3 separate regions of the Mus musculus genome follow, and regions 1 and 2 are each linked to region 3. A link is a contact called in public promoter capture Hi-C data. All regions are on one chromosome and are shown on one strand. Each heading gives the region's core, a stretch centred on a gene start, on an enhancer-like site or on the middle of the called end of the contact. The rest is flanking DNA. Distances are from core to core; before and after follow the strand shown.

Region 1 (3,447 bases), core at 4-2,503, 1.5 Mb before region 3:
GAGGTTTAGTCCAATCTCATCATGATGCGAAGTGTGATATCATACAGGCAGACATGGTGCTGAAGAAGTAGCTCAGGGTTCTACATCTGCACCAGCAGGCAGCAGGAGAGGGATACTGGGCCTGGCTTTTTTTGTTTGTTTGTTTGTTTGTTTTTGTCAACTCAATCCAAGCTAGAGTAATCTGATAGACACGAACCTCAATTGAGAAAATGCCTGTACCAAACTGACCATAGTCAAGCCTGTGGGGGCATTGTCTTGTTTAATGATTGTTGGGCAAGGGAGCAGACCACTATGGGTGGTACCACCCCTAGGAAGGTAGACGTTCATTCTCTTAGAGAGCAAGAAAGATGAGCAACCCATGGGAAGCAAGCCAGTAAACACCACTCTTCCATGGCTTCTGCTTCAGTTCCTGCCTCCAGGTTCTTGCTTTGAACTCCTTCCCTGACTTTGCCGGAAGATGGAAGGTAACCTGTGAGCTTAAGTAATCCTCTCCTCCCCCAGTTGCTCTTGGTCATTGTATTTATTTCACCGATAGGAACCCTGACTAAGACAGAGGTGAGGTTTATTTTGGCTCAGTGTTTGAGGGATGAAGTCCACCATGATGCAAGAGGCTCTGTGGTGTCAGGAATGAATGGCAGCTTATTGCACAGATCTTAGTACATGTGAGTGTCTAATATACCCTCAGTGACGCAGTCCCTCTAGCGAGGCTCCATCTCCCACAAGCCCAGCAGCTTGGGATCAAGCCTTTAGATATAAGAGCCTGTGAAGGACATTTTACATGCCAGCTGTGACACTTCAGATTTGGCCTGATGACTCTGCTTTTCAGAGAACCTCAGGTAGTACTGGGGTTTTTTTCTGGCATGTTGGGCTGGTGTTGGCATCTAACCCCGGGGCTCGGCAGTCTGTTTGGGTAGAGCACCTGGAGATGCATTAAGTAGGGTTTATTCATTCAAACCCATAGATCGATTATACCCAAGTCCTGCCATCCCATCTGAACCCTGAAACACTTCAAACACATTTTGAGTTTTAAAAGAAGAAAGGGGTTGCCACCTTCAGTGATGTCGAGGCCTGTGTGATCTCTGCTGTTTCTCCGACTGAGATTAGGACCCACGGGAAACAGAAAGGGAATAAACACCGACGTTTCTCAAGAGCGCATGCGTGCAGCCAGCCAACCAAATGTGATCCCTCAGAGAGCAGGCGCCCGAGGATTCAGTTTGTTCCTGTTTTGTTGGTGAGAACTCCGAGGCCTCCTAACTCATCAACCGCAGAAGCTGAGTTGAGATTTCACTCTGGGGGAGCCAGGTGGGGCTGTGTGACCCCCCCCCCCCCATCAACCCTACAGAGGAGGGGAAGAACTTCAGGCATGAGGTGGATAGGATGGATGGCTGGGACATGATGGTCTGCTGATTTCTTGTTCAAAGATGACTTGTGGGAGCCTAGGCTAGGATTCTAGCGTGTTCCTTTCTGGATCGCCAAGGGAAGAGTTATTAAGGAACCGGCACTCGCCATAGGAGCTATGGATGTATCAATGAGGAGACGACTTTAACTCGGTAGCTATTCCCACTGGCACCAGCCGCCGTTGGTCTCGTATCACTGGGGATGTTCATGTGTCCCTGGAGACATGACATAACACTATTCTGTCCTGTCAAGCTTCTGCCTTTCCACCGCGCATGGCTCCTGTCCCCAACTCAGGCTTGGTTGTCCTGAACTGTATGAGCCATCTGGGACAGTGGATTTGAAAGACAGATGGCGACATACAGTATTCTCATGACTAGGGGACTCACCTCCCCATCTTTAGTTAGACACGGCTAAAGTAGGCACAGCCATAGGAGAATGGTTCTGGCTACTCCCTCCCCCCTCTCTAATGGCAATGGCTCCCAGTGAAATCTCACAACGTAACACCTGACGTATTAGAATTTTATGCATTTATTTTTCAGTGTGCTGGGTATAAATATGCAAGTGCTGACATGGGCTGCATTTTTCAATTTTATGGCCAAGTGACGTCTACAGCCGACTGATAAATGGAAGCTTTGAGGTAGGAGAGTTGGGCTAAGATTTTTCTCTCTCTTTCTCTCCAATTACTCAAAGGAGGAGAAAAGTTTTAGACAGAGATAAATGGAAGATATCCACTGCCTGCAGATATATGACTCCCCAGATCTCCTGTCTGGGTAAATCAGAGCTTCTCATGGCTACAGATAATGAGATAATTAAAAAGTAGTAAATATAAGTGTGGATTGCTGTCTACCATTAAGCCCAGAAAGGGCTTCTGATCATGAAACACTGGCTCTGTATTTTGAAACATCATATCAATTATAAGAGACACTTTTACAGATCGCTCTAAGAGATATTTACATAAAACTATATTTCTATACACTACAGAAAATACCCCAAGTATAGATTTAATCAAAACTGTAAATAAGACTAAAGGTAGGCTGTAAGGGTGAAATATGCAGCTGTAAAAATCTTAGCAAAAATTTAAATCAGTTTCATTCTGAATTATATTGGCCTTCATATCTCTTACATCTCCCTCAGCCCCCAGCCTCCTTTTCTACTACTTCACCTTAATCCTCTTACACTGGAGATGAGACATTTGGGGGGATAAATGTCACGGTGGCTTTATGCTTGCTTCTTTCTGTGTTTGTGGAGGAGGGGGTTTAAAAGTGGAGGGTGTATTTTTTTACTCCACAGTGCACTATCCTGGTCCTTAGTCACTTACGAGGTCCTATGAGTGATGGGACGGATACAGGTTTGGGTGTGAGCTGACTATGGGCTGACTCCTATTTGAGACCAGCTTCTCATGCCAGCTTATGCTCTGTGGGAAGAGGACTGGCAGACAGTGAAAGATTTCAGCCTTTGAGCTGTGCTACGGAACGTAGAGTCTGTTTAGCACACTGCAAGGGGTTGCTGGTTAGCAGCACAGAGTAACAGTAGTCTGAGGCAGTGGGCCGTGGGGGTCTTCATTTGGAGACTCCTTGGGTGTCCTAGCATGTCACTCCCATCACATGAATGGAAGTGGTCCAGACTGGTTGGCGTTTCTGACCTGGGATGTTAGCCCAAATTATAGAGTTTCAGTCTCCGCCATGCAGATGAAGGCTATGCAAATGAGAGCTATGCAAATGAGGGCATTTCTGATTGGCCCACGTTCTTACCTCGGGCAGAAGCTTGGATTACAGTGCTCCAACACGGAAGTATTATTGGTCCATTGTGCTCCTGGGTCCCTGATTGGTGGGAGATGAGGACAGTCTGATTGGGAGTCTTGCCATCTGAATGTGAAGTGTCCCCCATAGGTTGGGACACTTGGTTCTAAGATGGTTGTGCTTTTTAGGAAAGGACTGTGAACCTTTAAGAGGTGGAAACTGGGATAACATTTGAAATGTAAATAAATAAAATAATCAATAACAATAAAAAAAGAGGTGGCGCCCCACTGGAGAAAATGGATCACCAGAG
Region 2 (3,544 bases), core at 798-3,297, 2.0 Mb before region 3:
AGCCGACAAAGTTGTGAGAGACAAATAGGAAATGGGTTATTCCAGATTAAGGACAAGACCTGGCAAAGAGTGTGACCTTGAGATGAAGCCTTGAACTGGACAAACAGACCCAAGGGTGTTTTTGGAGACTGTTCTGACGTTCAAATGGGCTCATAATACCTATGTGAAGGTAAGGATACAGGTCAAACGCACAGGAATGAAGCATGTCCTGCTGTTGTTGATGGCCCTGGCTGAGGATGCCTTGAATTCCCCATCATCTTGGGTTACAGGCCTGTGTAGCCCATGCTGGGGACAAAACCCGGGCTTTTGTGCCTGTGAGACAAGTGCTCTGCCAACGGAACAACATCCCCAGCCCAGGAGGGAGGAGTGCAGGGCTGGCTATTTATTTTCACGAAGCTGAACAGCAACAGTGAGCAGAGCTGTAGCATCAGTCGATGTACAGACAGAGGCCGTATGCCGGAGAGACAGACTGCCGGAGAGACAGACTGCCCGGAACTGCGGGGATGCCTTTGGATGAAAGATTTAGTGGGGCTGGCTCAACTACTCACTTCCCCAGCGCTTTGTGGGGCAAGATTCTCAACTCAGATATTTACAAGTCATCTAAACAAGGAGTCGCCACAGACCCCAGCCCTGGATCCCACGCCCAACACTTGTTACTATCACAATGACAAGCAACATTTAATTCCGGCAAGCAGCCTCCCATTTAGCAACTGTTTCATGGCTCTTTTGTATCTACCATTCTATCACATTTTGAAAGAATAGGAGGGGACAGAAAAGCAACGACTGTGAGCTTCACTTTCCTTGTGATCTCTCCTCCTTCTCCCCAAGCCCCCGCATACAGTATGGGTGTGTGAAACCCAAAAGTTGATGTCACAATGTCCTTCTCCATCACCCACCCACTTTATTTGTGTGTGTGTGTGTGTGTGTGTGTGTGTGTGTGTGTGTGTGTGTGTGTGGAGTTGGAGTTGCTTGTCTTAGGGATGCTGGCCAGAGAACTACAGGGACCTTGCTGTCACCTCCTTGCCGTCTCTGGGGTTACAGGTACACGCTTTCATGCCTGTTTTTTTTGTTTGTTTTTGTTTTTTGTTTTTTGTTTTTTTATGTGGGTACTGGGTACTGAATTCAGGTCCTTATGCCTGTATTGCAAGTACCATCGTCACATCTCAGGCTCCAGTGCCCTTCTTGGGTTAGCAGTGTGCCATGCTATACATATGCTATAGGACCGTCTCTTGGTTCCTGGCCCAGACTTGCAGTTTGTACCAGAGTTCCAGTCCCCAGCGCCCAAAGGAACACGAAGGCAGTTCATGGGTGTCCTTATTGGAGTTAGCAAGAGTAGAGCCAAGGTCTAAGCTCTCTCTATTCAAGAGAAGTGAGTGCCCCAAGCCAGTCAGAATCCTTGAGAGCCACACTAAGCACCTTCAGGATGCAGAGAAAGAGAGAATGTTTAAGAAGTTTGCTGAGTGGTGAAGAGACACACAGTGGGGGCTTGGGCTGTCTGCCTCCTGCCGATTTCACCCCATCATTTCCAGTCATCTTGAAACCAACAACTGGTAAAGAGCAAAGCTTTCTCATTCCAAACCTGCCTGCCACTAATAACCTACCCTTCGTGTTCATTAGAGACCCAAAGATAAAAACAGTTGAGTCAACTGTTGCTCTCATGCACTCAGCCCCAATCAGTCACTCACCTTGGGCGCACCCTCTCTGATGCTGGTGCCTCTCATGGCTGTGATGTGAGCAGGGTCCTCGGAGTTCTGCCGCTGATATATCTGGTTCCAGGGACCAATGATGCAATATCACTGCATGCTGCTGGCTGGTTCCCAGGAGCTGGATTCTATGGAACTGTTTGCCAACACATGGAAACAGTCGAGATGATTCTTTCAAGTAAAGAGAGTCAAATGAAAGGAACGGGGGAGGCGGGGCCAGAGCTTCAGGCCACACCCACGCCTCCATGCCTGCTGTCCCACTTCATGGTAAGTGGAGGCTGACACTCCTTTGCTGTGTGAAACCACAAAAGAAGAAGAAGGAGAAAAAAAAAAAAAAAAAAAAACCCACCCTTCTGCTTTACAAGGTGAAGTTCCTACTTTGAGCAGCCCAGCGTAGGATCACACCGCATTCTTGTCCCTTGAAGACTAATGGAACAATTCCCACCCAGCGAGGCAACACATTTCCATGATGAAGCAAAGCTGCTGGACTTCCGCTGAGGGTCAGCATGTCTTCCTTCCTGTCCCCTGCGGTGTGACAGCTGGGGTAACAGGAGTAAACTGCCCTGCTCTGAACCCCACGTTTTCTACACCTTCACTCCAATTCTCCGTGGTTATATTTTAGCGGGCGCTGCTGAGAGCACCAGATACTGCCCCACACTTGGCTCTTTGTGTCAAGCGAGTGCTCTGAACTCATGAAGTGGAGTCCTCACGACTTCCCAAGTTTAAAGTTTCCCTCAACTCAGACCCAATATCCAGAGAGGAGCCACGGAGTACAAAAAAAAAAAAACCAAAAAACAAACAAAACCAAAACCAAAAACAAACAAACAAACAAACAACCCCAAAAAAACCAAACAAACAAATAAGAAAACAAAACAAAAACCCAAAACTAGCTTAGGCTTCATTTCATTTCAGCATAAGGGTCCCCTCTTCTAAGCAGCTCCTCCCAGCTCCCCTGGGATTCGATCTGTAGACCAGGCTGGCCTTAAACTCACCAAGACCCACCTATTTTTGCCTCCCAGGTGTGAGATTTAAAAAGCATGCCATAGCCAGACCACGGTGGCACTCTCCTTTGATACCAGCACTCCCAGAAAGCAGAGGCTGGCTAATCTCAGTGAGTTTAATGATAGCCTGACTTACAAAGTAAGTTTGGGGCCAGCCCCGAACTCAAAGTGGAAAAAAAAAGTAAATTTAAAAAAATTGAACCAGTGAGATGGTTCAGTGGGTGAAGCTGTCAGCTGCTAAGCTGAAAACTTGTTGGAGTTATTGGAATTACACGGTGGGAGAAGAGGACTCCTGCAAGCTGTCTTTCTGACCTCTGCATGCATACTGCCACTCGTGTGCATACTTCCCTCCCCAGATAAAATAAATGCAATCAAAACAAGCAAACAGATAGAATGCTGTCTCTATTTTAAATGGTCTTTAAGGAACCAGTGATCAGCAATCTGCAGGCGACAGTAGCGAAAGGGGGTGACAATGACTAGACAGGATGAACAGGCTCTAGACAAATGTAGAACCGGGCATGCTCCCACCCCCACATCTACAGTGCTGAGACAGGAGAACAGCTGCGACTTTAAGGCTGTTCTGGGCCACCTCAGAGTTCTAGGCCAGTCTGGACTACGGTGTGAATCTGTCTTAGCAAATAGAAGTAGCTGTCAGCCACATGCTCCCTGCCAAAGTCCACAGGGAAGAAGTAGTAATTTCCAGAAGGCTTTTCACAAGAGAGACACATTCTGAAAAGGGTGGGGTGCGTCAGATCAGAGGCAGTGCGAGCTCCATTTTAGGAAACGCTGTAGCTGCAGAGAGGAGTTGTGAATCATAAGAGCTTCAGCCCACTGCTCTGC
Region 3 (3,687 bases), core at 789-3,288:
AGTGATGGGAGGCTGGTAGCACACAGGCTACACACAGTGTGGCTTTTGGCCCAGTGGTGACTGAATGAGAGTCTACGACCTTCTGCCACTTCCCAAGAGCCTCACCTCAGTGAGTGTCCTCAGCCAAAATCCCTCTGCAGCATGACCTTATGTGAGGTTCAAAGAGAAGGGCAGCAAATAGCTGTGAATGATAATTTGAGGGCAAACAGGGCCAGTCAGCTCTTAGCTATGGAATCTTGCTCTTGGAGACTTGTCTGCCAACTGCCCCAGGGAATCAGGGATACGATACAAATTGAACACAGGGGGCTCCCAGCCAGGAGGCTGAGAGACACTTGAGGGGTTAGTGACACATTCAGTCACCAAGCTGGTCTGTAAGAATCAAGGTCTGAGCCAAGACCAAGGGGTGGAAGCTTGCTTTACACAGTGCACAGTGGTGGCCGCTCTGCAATTGGTCCACTTGCAATTGGGTTCCGGGCATGTACACTTTCCGGGCAGAGGCCAGAGCTGAGCGCTCCTGCCTGGGGATTCAGTTTAGTTCAAACAGATTTGACTCTTCTGCAGCGTTCTGACTGACTCCATGTTCTCCGGTCTCTTGGTTGCTGCTGCTATTCTTTGTCAGCAAGGCTCGTGTGCTGTGAGTCCAATTAATGTTAGGACTCCGCCCAGTGATGAGCCCAGGTTGGTGGAGAGGCCCCGCCCACCAGGCCTATACATAGCCTGATGCTTAGCAAACAGTCACGATGAGCAGCTGGATGGGCGAGTTATTGACTGAAGCCCCAGTAATTACCGGTTTACACTTCTCTTGAGTGTTTTCCCAGGGGTGCCCTCAACACATCTCCCATTTGCCTTGTCTGTCAGCAGGCTCCTTCCTGCTCACCAAGTCTATAAATAATACCCAAACTTACTCTTTGTTATTATTCTTCCTCTTTCTTTGTTTCTTTCTTTTGTTTGTTTGTTTCTTTCTTTTGTGATTTTTTTTTTTCAAGACAGGGTTTCTCTGTGTAGCCCTGACTGTCCTGAAACTTGCTCTGTAAACCAGGCTAGCCTCAAACTCAGGAATCTGTCTCTCTCTGCCTCCTGAGTGCTGGGATCAAAGGCGTGCACCCCCATGTCTGGCTACACACTTGCCTTTTTGATCCTCTTTGTGTGTGTGTGTGTGTGTGTGTGTGTGTGTGTGTGTGTGTGTGTGTGTGTGTCTTCTTTGGCTTGATTTTTTTCTCTCTCTCTCTCACATGTATCATATGTAAAACAATGTAACTAACTTGTTGCATACTTTTACTGTCGGGGCTTGAGGATGTAGCTCAGCTGTAGAGCAGCTTGCCCAGTGTGCACAGAGCCCAGAATTCCATCTCTTGAATCATGCAAGTTGGACATGGCTGTACACGCCTGGAATCCCAGCACTGAGGCGGTGAAGGCAGGCAGATCAAAGGACGCCCTTAAACTGCATAGTAAGATCAAGGCCAGCCTGAGCTACATGAGACCCTGCCTCAAGCAAACAGATAAGTCAACTGAACTTCTGGCCAGCAGAGGAAAAGAACACTCAGCAATGTCACATGGTTTTGCTACAGCCACAAGCCACCCTTTGTTTAACCATTTTCCAGGGTTTAGAGCTGTTATGGGACTAGGCATTGGGGAGGGGGGGGAGGTGTCTCCTAGCTAGGTGACCTGGTCATGGTAGAGATGGCACCCAGAATCAACACAGGTAAACGGCAAGACCAAGCTGCAGACCCTCACAGAGCATGTCCTCCCTGCTCTGACCGTGACCTGCAGTTGTTACAGAGAGGGACTGCATCCCAGGTCCACCTGCACAGTGTTCAAAGTGCCCAGCAGGCATGAATGTAAGAGCACTTAGGTGTTGTGTTGCTTTTTTTTTTTTTTTTACTGGGATTGTAGGCACCTGAATACAGGAAGAGACGCGTTTCCATAGGGCAGGCAGGGGCGGGGAGGACTCCTCCTGGCGTGTGTTTGTCCTGCTCTGTGTATTCAGCCAGCAGGCCTAACAAGGAAGCAAAGGGCACAGGGCCAGGCTCTGCAGCTAGTCTGAGACTGGGCAGCAACCGCTGAAGACGCAGGACCCTGAGCAGAACCAACTGTTGGAAACTGTGGGGGACCCAAGATACTCCCACCGACTTACCAGGTAACTGCCTCCAGACTCTTGAAGCTCCGCTGGAGTGTCTATTGCTCATGGTGTGGGGTCAGATAGAGGGTAGAATTTGACCCCATCTCTTACTCACTTGCTGTGTGGTCTTGGGCATGTGGAGTCTTGGTTTTCCTGTCTGTGAAATGGGACTTAGAGACTGCTCTTCGTAAAAAGCATCAGTGGCTGTGTGGACCTTGTTGGGTTGGATCAGCACAATGCACTCTGGTCTCTGTGGAGCAGTGGAGGGTCATCACAGGCTGAGGACCAGTGTCAGGCCAAGAATCTCACAGCCAAGCAGGCTTCAAATCTGTGGCTACAGGTGTTGTCTAAGGACCCGAGGAGACAGGGGGAGAGGCTCTTTAAGTGTCCACTGTGGGTCTGACTCTTCTATCTGGCATGTACTAAATTCAAGGCCTTGGGTTTTCCCATCACCCTCTGAACCATTTTGCTGCCTGGAAAATCCAGGATGCTCAGAGGATGGTCTCCATCCTGTCACAAGCTGGTCGGGTACCTTGGGGTCAGATTCCTTCAGCTTTATGGGCCTCTACTTGCTTGTCTGTACAATGGGGATCACCCCAAGTCTGAACTCAGTTTAGATGGCAAATGCACATGAAAGCCCATACATGTAAGAAACTTCAGTCTGTGTCAGGTGGCATCCACATTCCAATGCAGAGAACGAGGCTGGGGAGAGGGCTGGGGACTGGTCCCGAAGCTGCAGGGTGGGTGCTGTTGGATCCAAGTGACAGCCAAAAGGAGGGAAGCTGTGTTCACAAGGGACACCATAAGATTCAGTCGTCAAGACCAGCTAAAGCTGGGGGTGGTGGCACTCAGGAGGCAGAGGCAAGAAGGTCCCTGGTTTAAGGCCAGACTATTCTATGTGGCAAGTTCTAGACCAACCAGAGGGATATAGTGAGACCTTGTTGCAAACAAACAAACAAACAAACAAAGGCTGGAGAGGTGGTTCAGCATTTCAGAAACCATGTTGCTCTTGCAGAAGACCTGAGTTCTGTTCACAGCATCCATGTGACAGCTCACAACCATCTCTGTGATATGATGCCCTCTTCTGGCCCCTGTGAGCACTGCATGTGCATGCATACATATACATACATACATACATACATACATACATACATACATACATATGGGCAAATACTCATACACATAAAATAAAAACAAATTTTTAAAAGTTAAAAATATATAAAAGTAAAAAAATATATATAAAAGTATAAAAAAGGCAAGTACATCTTAAGACAAAATTCACAAGGTGAAAATTAATGCAAGACAATCTTTGATTAACAAAATCTCAATTCAGTAAAAATAAGACCAGAGACAGCATTAATCTTGATTTTCAAAAGCTGTGTTAAAGGGATTGGGGATTAAGGGTTTAGCTCAGTGGTAGCCTAGCAAACATGGGGCCTTGCATTCCACCCTCAACAATGTAGAAAAAAACAGTCAAAAAGGAGGCTCACACCCATAACCTTGCACTGAGGCAGAAGGATTGCAGTGAGTTGGAAGCCAGGCTGTTACATGGTATATTTCAACCTGCA

Evidence for each region. Promoter capture Hi-C pulls out the DNA fragments that hold promoters and counts their contacts.
Region 1: a contact with region 3 is called in a promoter capture Hi-C map of hippocampal neurons, with 6 times the contacts expected there. The contact joins the promoter of 1700028P15Rik here to the promoter of Bcas1 in region 3. A contact is called at or near these places in 2 of 39 promoter capture datasets (hippocampal neurons and stem cell-derived epiblast-like cells).
Region 2: a promoter capture Hi-C map of embryonic stem cells shows a contact between it and region 3, with 4 times the contacts expected there. The contact joins the promoter of Cass4 here to the promoter of Bcas1 in region 3. A contact is called at or near these places in 3 of 39 promoter capture datasets (the C10 cell line, cranial neural crest and embryonic stem cells) and 1 of 115 datasets of contacts at active chromatin or transcription factors (microglia).

Annotation. Positions count from the first base shown.
Region 1 is chr2:171,960,605-171,964,051 of GRCm38.p6, reverse strand. 1700028P15Rik (RIKEN cDNA 1700028P15 gene) reads left to right here and starts at 1,253. Exons shown (of 6, transcript NR_040509.1): 1 at 1,253-1,302; 2 at 1,422-1,550; 3 at 1,938-2,035. It overlaps Gm40005 (a long non-coding RNA gene), which reads right to left and starts at 1,890. Exons shown (of 2, transcript XR_867055.3): 1 at 1,051-1,890.
Region 2 is chr2:172,392,147-172,395,690 of GRCm38.p6, reverse strand. It overlaps Cass4 (Cas scaffolding protein family member 4), which reads right to left and starts at 2,047. Exons shown (of 7, transcript NM_001080820.3): 1 at 1,686-2,047. The coding sequence starts at 1,721.
Region 3 is chr2:170,426,196-170,429,882 of GRCm38.p6, reverse strand. It overlaps Bcas1 (breast carcinoma amplified sequence 1), which reads left to right and starts at 2,038. Exons shown (of 13, transcript NM_029815.2): 1 at 2,038-2,137.